Linked DNA regions of Triticum aestivum: region 1 is linked to region 2. The links are chromatin contacts, called in public Hi-C maps. All regions are on one chromosome and are shown on one strand. Each heading gives the region's core, a stretch centred on a gene start, on an enhancer-like site or on the middle of the called end of the contact. The rest is flanking DNA. Distances are from core to core; before and after follow the strand shown. Region 1 holds the start of LOC123164322 (putative proline-rich receptor-like protein kinase PERK6). Region 2 holds the start of LOC123165833.

What was found. A called contact is a pair of places that touch in the nucleus more often than the background predicts.
Region 1: a Hi-C map of leaf shows a contact between it and region 2, with 4 times the contacts expected there. The contact joins the promoter of LOC123164322 here to the promoter of LOC123165833 in region 2. A contact is called at or near these places in 2 of 5 Hi-C or Micro-C datasets (both in leaf).

What each region holds. Positions count from the first base shown.
Region 1 is chr7D:597,512,163-597,517,381 of IWGSC CS RefSeq v2.1, reverse strand. LOC123164322 (putative proline-rich receptor-like protein kinase PERK6) reads left to right here and starts at 2,510. Exons shown (of 2, transcript XM_044581747.1): 1 at 2,510-2,887; 2 at 3,240-4,085. The coding sequence starts at 2,510. The coding sequence ends at 4,085.
Region 2 is chr7D:597,271,190-597,276,894 of IWGSC CS RefSeq v2.1, reverse strand. LOC123165833 reads left to right here and starts at 2,013. Exons shown (of 5, transcript XR_006483202.1): 1 at 2,013-2,627; 2 at 3,415-3,583.

The DNA of each region.
Region 1 (5,219 bases), core at 1,261-3,760, 240 kb before region 2:
GACCAAAAGCGGGTTAGAGTATTTGATTAAATATGATCACCGGGGGACTCCAATGGACAATACTTCGGCAAGATTAAAACAGGAAGGCTGGATAGCACCGCGGCAGTATCCTGGTCTGCTAATCTGCTTGCGGCTGCCGTGGCGGCAAGCAGAGGCGCAGCGGCGGAATCAATCGATCGATTAGCGTCTAGGTTACGCAGAACGGGCTTTCTAGGCTTACACGAGACCATAATGAGCTACTTTTGGGCTGGGTGTACACGACTGAAAGGATCTATGGGCCTGGGCCTTAAGTACATACTGATTAGCAGTTAACTACCCATATTAGTACTACTACGAATATAGCAGATCGCTTGGGGGGTGCGAACGATTGGGGGGGGGGGGGGGGGGGGGGGGGGGGGGTCTAGCCCCTGCTCGCCCCCTGTCTCCGCCCCTGCATCCCTGGTAAACTGCGCCAAGAAGTTTGGTTTTTTTAGCAAAAGCAGCTAGGCTTTATTAATCAACGATAATGTTTACAGGAATAGATTTCACATCATGAGGCCCAGCCACACATGTCTACCGAGAGAAAGGGAAAGACCAAACTAGCTAAGATATAGGCTTTGAAATTCGAAGCTCTCGACTCAACTTGAAAACATACGTTTTTTTACAGTAATCACTAATCTCTCTGATGAGCTTCTGTAGTTTCCATCTACACCTTGGTCTATGTGGTTGATAACTTGCTTGCAGTCCAAACCGATGAACAAGTGTCGCATTTTGGGAATAACTCTAGCAAAAGGGTACTCCTATAGGGCGCCTTCACCGCCGGCTAGAGGACTGTCGACCACGCGCCCGCGAACTGGGACGGCCCAGATTGCCTCATTCGCTGTCCCACATCGCCTGGTTCGCTCGATTGCAGTTGACTGGTCGACAGTTGACATTTGAAAAAATAACATAAATTTAAAAAAAATCCAGGAAAGATTGAAAAAATGGAAAATATCTCACGAATTCAAAAGTGTTCATGAATTCTGAAAGAGAGTTCGCATACTTCAGAAAAGTTCGTCCATTTTGAAAAAAGTTCATCAATTTGGAAAAAACATAAATTTGAAAAAAAAGTTTATCCATTTGAAAAATGTTCATTGATTTTGAAAAAAAGTTCATAGATTTATAAAAAGTTCATCAATTTTGCAAAAAGTTCATCGATTCGAGATAAAGTTCACAAAATTGAAAAAAAAAGTTCAAAAATTTGGGAAAAAAGTTCACGCACTTAACAGAAAAGAAGAAATAAAAAGGAATAAACCGAACAAAACCATTTCCAAGAAAAAGGAAAAAAGAAAGAAGAAAGGAGAAAAGGGTGAAAAAGCTGCAAGTAAACACGAACACGTGAGCTGGCCAAGTGGTAAGGGCAGCACACAAGTAGTTGTGAGATCGCTGGTTCGAATCGCACCCTCGCTATTGAGGAGTACTCCTCCGGGAGCCCCCCCCCAAAGGGTCGCTTGGGGTGGGCTGGGAGCCGTCACTTGGCGCGCTCTCAGCCGCCGCCACGTGTCGCACTCTGGGCGCTCCCTTAGAATTTTTTCTGTATGTGTTTTCGGCTTTTAGATGATTTCCTTTTCGGTTTTTCTCTTTTCCCCCGGTTTTCTTAGGATTTAGACAAAAAATTGATTATTTTTGCTAAAAAATGTCTTTTTTTATCTTTCACGAGAGGCACATATTTAATTCTCGTGGAGGCACGGATTTCCTTTTAGGAGAGGCACGGGCGTGCCTCTCGGAAAGGAAAAAAAATCATGTTTTTTTTCTGCAAGAGGAACAGATTCATTTCTCGTGGAGGCACGGGTTTGATTCTGCCTCTCGGAAAGGAAAAAAAATGTGTTTTTTTGTTCCGCAAGAGGCACGCATTTACTTCTCATGAAGCACGAATTTGTTTCCGCCAGAGGCACGGGCATGCTCTCGGAAAGGGGAAACACGTGTTCTTAGATTTGCTTCTAAGAGGCATGAATGTGCCTTTCGGAAAGGTAAAAAACGCATGCCTCTTTGGAAAGGGGAAAAAGGTGCTCCTGGTTTGGGTTTTTCCGAAACGAAAAAAAGCGTGTTCCAGGTTCGGGTTTTTTTGTCCGTTTTTTTTGTGAAAAAAATATTCGTCGAAAACTATCAACATGGGATCTAGTTTTGAAGATCTCGACGCGGGGGACCCGACGGCGAAAATGCTTCAAGATTTAGTCGTATGGTTTAAGAGATAAAACTTTTTGAATAAACGAATCTGGGAAGGCGGGAGTGTTCTTTGAAAGAAGTACTCCTCAATTAGTGATTTGGAAGAGACAGATAGGATGGGCCGTGCTCAGCATTTAACTTCATGCTGGGCCTGTGTCACAGCACCAGCGTTAGCCAGGCCAGCCCATCCTACTGCGCTTGACCGGTTCAAGTTTTTGGCGCCAGTGCGGATCCCTTTCTCTCCTGCCCTGCAATTGGCGCCCGCTCCCCTCCACGCTGACACACACACGCCGCCGCCCAATGCCATCCTTCCACATGGAGGCGCATGGCACCAAACCATCTTACTACCAGGTCAACCAGCAGTAAGCTCCACAGGCCACAGCATACGCCGCCGCATAAACATCTCCGCCGGCCGCGCCGCGCAGGCACGCCAACTGCCAACGCCACCATAAGTACCTTCTTCACACCAGTTAGGTCCCTTCACCCGCTCCAAGCCGCATCGCTCCATCCAAGCATTGCTTCAAAGTTGTTGCGCCGAGGCAGAGCAGATACCCGATCGAGGCGTCCGTCCGTCCATGGGGTCCGGGGCGAGCTCCTGCTGCGGCGGTGCGGAGAAGGTGGGGCACGGCTGCGTGAGCGCGTCGTCGGGGGCGGCGACGGCGGGCACGGGCAGCGGCGGCGGCAGCTCGTGGAGGATCTACAGCTACAAGGAGCTCCACGCCGCCACGGGCGGGTTCAGCGAGGAGAACAAGCTCGGCGAGGGCGGCTTCGGCAGCGTCTACTGGGGCAAGACCCCTGACGGCGTCCAGATCGCCGTCAAGCGCCTCAAGCCCAACAACAACAACTCCAAGGCCGAGATGGAGTTCGCCGTCGAGGTCGAGGTGCTCGCCCGCGTCCGCCACCGCAACCTGCTCGGCCTCCGCGGCTACTGCGCCGGCGCTGCCGCAGACCAGCGCATGATCGTGTATGATTACATGCCCAACCTCAGCCTCCTGTCCCACCTCCACGGCCAGTTCGCCTCCGACGCCACCCTCGACTGGCGCCGCCGCGTGGGCGTGGCCGTTGGTGCCGCCGAGGCGCTCGTGCACCTCCACCACGAGGCTTCTCCCAGCATCATCCACCGCGATATCAAGGCCAGCAACGTGCTGCTTGACTCCGACTTCGCGCCGCTCGTCGCTGATTTTGGGTTCGCCAAGCTCGTCCCCGACGGCGTCTCCCACATGACCACCAGGGTCAAGGGCACCCTCGGCTACCTCGCGCCGGAGTACGCCATGTGGGGCAAGGTCTCAGGCGCCTGCGACGTGTACAGCTTCGGGATACTGCTCGTGGAACTCGTCTCCGGCAGGAAGCCCATCGAGAGGCTGCCGTCGGGTGCCAAGCGTACCATCACCGAGTGGGCGGAGCCCCTCATCGCTCGCGGCCGGCTCGGTGACCTCGTGGACCCGCGCCTCCGGGGCATCTACGACGCGGCGGAGCTGGCGCGCATGCTCGAGGCCGCCGCGCTCTGCGTGCAGGGGGAGCCCGAGCGGCGCCCGGACATGCGCGCCGTCGTGCGGATCCTGCGCGGCGAGACTGTGGCTCCTGACGGCGCGGCGGCGGCAGCCTCCAAGGGGGGCAACGACGCCCAGGTCCGGCCTGCGGTGAGGATGGAGAGCGTCAAGTACGCAGACCACCTGATGGAGACGGAGAACAGCGTGTACTCCGGCGACGGGGACGAGGACGACCAAGAAGACGAGAAGGAGGCCGCCGACTACAGCAGCGACGAGGTGGAGGAGTACTCGCTGATGGACGACCAGAGCAGCATGAACTTCGGGGTGTTCGGCGCCATGCCCGTGGTGCCGGTGCAGACCATGCACGACCCCTACGTCAGGAGGTTTGGAGGAAACGGCGTCAAGATATGATCATCTCCTACTCTATTGTGTGACAATGCCAGTATGTTATATTAATTTCGTTGATGTGTAAACCTGTGCTTAATTAGTAGTTGGGATCAAGCTGGTGATTAAATTTATTGTAATTTATGGGACTTGGAAGTAAGTTCTTGTTTTCATTAAACAAAGTTCTTGTAGAATGTGCTATCTTTGAATGTGCGCGCATGTTGGTCTAGCCCATTTGCTTGATGACTTAAGCTTCAGCAACATCTACAGTGGGAGCCAGAAGACCAAGAAGATGATTAGAGATTAGAGATTTTGTGTCATGCTGCGTGACCAAAATCTACAGAGAGAACAATGTGGCCGCACATGAGCTAGCTGCTTATGCCAGAGTCTATGGAGACTTCCTTCTTTTACCTGATGTGCCACAGGTTCTTTCTCTTGAAACACGAGGCAAAAGTTTTGCCCGTTTCATTAATTAAAAAGAAGGTTGCCCAGGTAATTATGAAACCCGGGCGAAAACCGATACAAATGGGGCCAAGCCCCTACTCATCACATGGCCAAGCCAACCCGTTTCGTCGCGCCACAAGGACGCACCAAACTTGCCAACGACACCACAAACAACATCACAGGAGCACACTAACCACACACAGAGAGACCGACTCATGGTTGCCGAAGAGAAGAAGCCACGACTGCTACGGGAGGAGCAGACCCGGGACTCTCCTATGTGCCACAGGTTTTGAAACATGTAATCATGCCTGATGTAATCCAGGACATTGAAATATAAGAACTCCCTTTATCCCCCACCACCAAAAAAAAAAGCTTCAGCAACATCTAGCAGTTGAACTATGGGGTGCCGCCATTTGTATGAGCAATTGAGCAGAGTAAAGTAACTTGCGTGATGCATGCATTTGTGTACATACATGTTCTCCTTTGTCAAACAGATAGATAAAAATATCATTTTATTATAGCTAATGTTTAGATCAGAATATCTAGTGACAGTGACTCCTGTTGTTACTTGCCTCGAGTTGTTCGCTTGATTTCAATTCTACCATTTGACAGTAAGGCGGGTGACGAACCATATACAGCTGCAGCCTGCAGCTCAAGACAGATAGTTGTGTCTCCTTTTTCTTCAGACAAAACAATCTGCGTGCCTTTCGGATGTTG
Region 2 (5,705 bases), core at 764-3,263:
TTCTACGTTTTGTTGCACACACTGCTGCAAATGTTGGCTTGTCTCATGATTTAGTGTGCACGAAAATCAGTTGAAATTGCACAGGTACAAGATCTCCCCTTTCTTTTCTTTGTTTATGCTCTCTTAAACTATGGAGAAGCTAATTTTTGCAAACAGATATTTGGTGAGAGCCCCAGGGGAAAGGGAAAGTCAAGGAGGGATGATCTCAACAGGAGGAGAAAAGGATCACCTCTTTTTTCACCTTGGTACGTTCTGATCTGCCCTCCCCCTTTCTTCTTTTTTCACAGCAAATTGTTCCAGATCTACTATTATTTCACTTTGATTCATCTGCCATAGTAGCTCTGGCGATGCAAATCCAGACCTGGGAAACCATTGTTTCGTGGGGAAGAAGGTGGGGACATGTAAGGGCGTGGGGAAGAAGTTGGCGGCCATGGGGCGTGAGATCTTCGAAGGGGAGGGAAGGGCACGTGATGGCCTGGAGACCGCGTCCAGCGTGTGGTTTGTTGGGTTGATTCGCATATGTTTTTCCATAGTTTCACATAGAGGATTCTTCCAATTTTGGCCAAGAGGGCATACAACATGGGCCCCCATGTCTTTTCATGAAGTTTTTTTCTCATCCATCGACAATCTTACAAGTAGTAACACTTCTTCATTTTCTTTTGTTTTTGTCTGCCAACCAGGTTCTGGGTGGATGAGCTTCTAACAAACAAATTTTGCACATAAGAAGTGATCACCAAGAAGCAATCTGCTACTATGTCTTTTTCAGTTCTTAGCCATTCATTGCTTTTTGAACTAAAACATTACTGCATTATAGATATATCTAGTACTATGTGCAACAAATCAGAACATATGGCCTATATATGCTACATTTTTTTTACAACAGTATGTTCATTTGTTTCCTGTGTCTGTGTGTGAGTTGCACAATATGAAAAAAAGTTGGCTCGATTACCTGAAATAGTTGGTCGCAACAAACACAAAAGTTGCACAATATGCAAGTCCATGTTTGTGTATTCCTGGTTTTATGTGTGTTGTTGCACTAGTTTGGGTGAACTATTATCGGAGCAGTTGCAGTCAACGTGGAGAAGGATTGGAGAAGTTGGATTCAAGGCGAAGAAGAAGAAGAGGAACATGTCACCTTCTTCATCCTCTTTTCAAGTTGAAGATCTACAGCAGAGCCTGGTACATCCCCCTTCTCTCCTTCTCTTTTCCCCTAAAAAACTGCATATATTAGATCTTCTTGTTCTTCACCTTGACAGATCTTCCATGACAGCTCCTGAGATAAGGAAGGCTCCCATGGCGTGTTCCTGGAATCCTGGTTGCTTCTTTCGTGGGGAAGAAGTGCAACTGCCTCGCTCTTCAGGACTGGAGTGGTGTGGGGGGGGGGGGGGGGGAGGCAGGACTGGAGAAAAGGAAGAGAAACGGGGGACTAGAATCATGTGGGTTCAGGGGACTGGAGTGGTGCGCCGGGGACCATGTGGTTTTTGTGTGCGTCACGTGGGGGCCGCCTTCCCTTTCTTTCCTTTTTGGATTGGGTAGGGACAGAAACTTACCATACCTAGGTGGCCGCTCGGGACCGCTAGGGAGCCAACGGCTGCTCCCTAGACGCGTCCTATTAAAAACCATTATTTAATGAATAGTATGGTTGCATTTGTATTTTCTTCACTAAGAATACCATGGGTGTCAATACATCATGAAACTTCACACGTGAGTAGAATGATCGACTTAGGTTCATACCGCGAAATTTCAGAATTTTTTATTTTTTCTAGTAGTTTTTATAAATTTACTATTCATGTGTGTGCGCGTGCACCCATGTTCACCTTTGTATTTTCGTTTAGCCTAGTGCTAAGTATGACCAGCCTAACTAAACCTTTGTACTACTTTGTATGTGTAGCATTATTGAAGGATTAAAAAGAAAGTACAGATCGAGAATGGACGCTGGCCGTTGGATTTTCCCACGGGCGCCCCACATCCGACACTGGACTGATCACACACGTCACCGCGTCCACCTGCCAAAGCCACACACACAATAAAACCCTAGCCGCCGCCCTCACGGGCTCACCCATCATTAGTTTAAGTGTGAGGCAGCGGCGTGCATCGGCGCCGGAGGCGTGCGCTCACCCCGCCTCTCCGCTCGTCCCGCTCGCCGCGGCCGATGACCGCACCACCCGAGACCGCGGCCACCCGAAAAAACGGCGGCGATGAGGAGGCCCGGCCCTTGGCGCAGACCCGCGCCCCCGAGCGGCGGCAGCGTCGGATCCGGCTGCCTCGCGGGGCCAGCCCTCCCGTCCGCGCCGCGCCGCGTCGCCGCCGGCATGGAGGCCCCTGCTCGGGCAGCCTCCGCGGCGTCGTCGGCGTCGCTGCGGCGGCGGGGTCTTTGGGTACCGCGTGGCGGGGGACCGGCGCGGCTTCCGGTCGAGGGTTCTGGCGACGCCAAGCCGTAGATCTGAGCCGCCGTCCGCACCTCGTTTCCTCCATGTTTCGATCTGGTACCCCACCCCCACCACCTCATCTGTAAATGCAGTGATTGGGGTCGATCGCTCGCTGGTCCAGATCAGGGTGCGCCGCCTCCCACCAGTTCATCCACACCCTTTCTTTTCGCGAAAATCCCTGCCTACTGTAACCATTCGGTTAGACCTTTTGCCCTCCCAACACCAGGAAAAGTTTGAATTGTGTGATTTATAATAGAGTGTGCATATTAGTGCAACCGTGGCATAGGCAATTCAATATCCAACAATTTAGAATTTCAAATGCAGAATACTTAGCATTGCATAGACAACTCAATATCTGACAAAAGGAAAGTGGAAAATAACATATCATTTCAGCTGTTCTGGACGACTTGGACATGGGGTTTGGTTCCACGTTGTCGAGTCCTTCAATGCCGCCATGCCCGCTGCCGCTCTCACCTTCTTCTCTTTTTAGTTTGTAACGACTCGAACATGGGGTTTGGTTCCACGTGTGAGGCATGTGGGTTTAAACCCTGGCTCTGGTGGGGTTGAAGCCTGACGGTTTGGGGCGGGTTTGGAAGGCGTATAAATCTGGCAGGGTCCAATCGAAGGCGCATATAAGGTAGGTCGGGATACAACCCTCACCGGGGCCAAAACCACGTGGTTCGGCCAGGTTTTGGTCAGATCCCGGTGTGGGTAGGATTAACGAACAAGGCCTTAAGGGGTAGGGATGGACTCAACGATGATAGGAATTGACCGGTGGCACTGCCAGAACCTTTACAATTACTTTGGTGATGTTGTGGTGATCGATAGCTATTTTTGTTGTGGAATTCTGCTTTTGTACGCCGGAGATCACCAACGCCACCGTCAGTGGCGGAGCGTTACCAACAAATATTGGAAACTCGTTATCATCATCATCATTATCATCTTCGTCTCTGTCTCAATAACCTTGGTCCTCCTTGGTTCACAGGATTATATAAACGAGGGAGAAAAGAGGCTCCAGAAGTTCTTATAACCCAGCTCAAGTGGTTTCAAGCATTGCTTGGTGCATCTATATGTAAGAATTCACGGATCATGGAGTATCAGTTAGAGCTGGATTTAAATTCCTTCATGAGCCCCAGCATAAAGAGTGATAAAAAGTGAGTTTTGTTTCTTCTCTTTTGATCAAATTCCCCATGCAGCCAAGTATATGGCTGAGAAATAATTTGTTGCTTCAGGGATCTCAAAAATATGATTTGTATGGAGCTGTACAACATTAGGGTGAATCTTTATTGGGTGGTCACCTACGTTTGCTATATCCATTTGTCACAAAATGATTAATTTCTAATAAATAATGATGCGTTAATTTATTTACATCTACTAATATTTCTTACATCCTTCACTCAGTTACATGATTCTAAAATTCTACACTGTAGTTGTAGAAAATTGGCAAATATTAAAGTTTTGAGTCATAAAGTATATATTTTATTCCATGTCAGTGAAGGTTCATTCCATTGGTTCTCTGCCTTAAGAAAGGAAACAACGGTTCCAGTGGCAGTTATAACTTGGACTTTGATAATTCTCTAGCTGAATCGGTCCTCAGACCAGTAGCTTCCAACTGCGACAGCATTAGTAAGGGCAAGTGCCTTATTGATCTGGTTATTACTCAAGAGAAAGCAATGTCAGAGGAGCAACAGTCTGAAGAGAAGCTGATTATGTATATGTGAGGAGAGTGTATATTCGACAGCAGTATATGCGGGAGTGTATATTCAGACTGCTGTTGAAGCTCATCTGGCATTGCTTTCCCTTGAAGTGTAGTCTCATTATTAATGCACTTTCCCTTAGTAATGCTGTCAGAGTTGGAACCTACTGGTCTGAGCAGCAGTTCAGCTGAAGAATTGTCAGACGCCGAGCCATGGAGATGTTGTTTACTTTCTTAAGTAATGTGGAGAACCAAGGGGCTAAACCTTGCTTGACGTAGAATAAAAGATATGCTTCGTGGCACAAAGCTTGATATTCGCCAATTTTCTAAACCTACAACATAGAAGTTTAGAATCATGTAATTGAGTGAAAGATGTAAGAAATATTAGTATGTAGTGATCATTTATGAGAAACCAATCAATTTGTGACAAGCAGATATAATAAACGTAGTGACCAACCAATAACGATTAACCCTGGTTTGTGAATAGTGCATGACTTTATGATTAAGCTCAGTTTGTGGTTGCTGAACTGTGTTGTGCTGAATGGACTTTCCATTTTGGCGAGTCTTCTAGACTTGCTCTTAGCTGGTTATAACAACCAGGTCTAATAATCAAGAAACAAAATCCTGAGTCAGGGTGATGATGATTGACCATGGCTCATATAAGCATGCTCTCGAGCAATTAAGGCACCTGTGGGTATTTTGATCATGTGCATATTTTAGTGGCACTGTCCTTGGATGGTCATTTCTTATGAGTGATAACCAGGGCAGTTTCACCAATGTATGAACAGATTGATCTGGTGATGGAGACACTGGGGTAAGGGTCGTATGATCGTGCAACGACGAATCTGAGGCCACTCAAATGCAGATCTGGTCTCAAGCACATTGTACCATGTTGTTGCCGTTCTGTATTTGTGTTTCGTGCATCTTTGATTTGCAGGATTTTAAGAACACATCGAAGGAGATAGCATACTCTTTGTTGGTTCATCATATATCATATGATTTTGCATGTAGACGTCACTATTGATTGATGCTCTGCAAGATTCTGATTCCACCTTAAGTTTCTATGGATGACCACAAATTCTTACGGATCCTGTATGCCAAACAATACCTTTCCTTTTTTGGTTGATGTAAAAAAAATATTGTTTGTATTGCTATTGCTTGATGTTCTGCAAGATTCTGGTTACTTCTAATTTTTTGGGTACTATTTTGGCTGTTGCTTGGTCATTTGATCTTTCCTTCCTAGTTCTACTCACTGTTTATTGTTTGTGATCATTTTGCTACTCTCCGGAGATACTTTTGGTTTATCTTCTCTTAAGTTTTTTTCCTTAGTATAATATAATCTCTTTATGAGCAAGTTGCACTTTGTTACACTAGGAAGACTTGCGTTCAGAAATGTATTGGTTGGATGACTTGTTTTAATTAGTTTCCATACTATGTTTATTTGTTTCCTACAAGTTGCCAGTTGCAGCTATTTGTTCTCGCGTGCTACAAAATAACGATGCTACTGTTTTTTTAGTACTGGATTGTTAATGTAAAGAGTGACTGAGGTAGCATGTCGCATGTTGCTGTTTGTAACCATA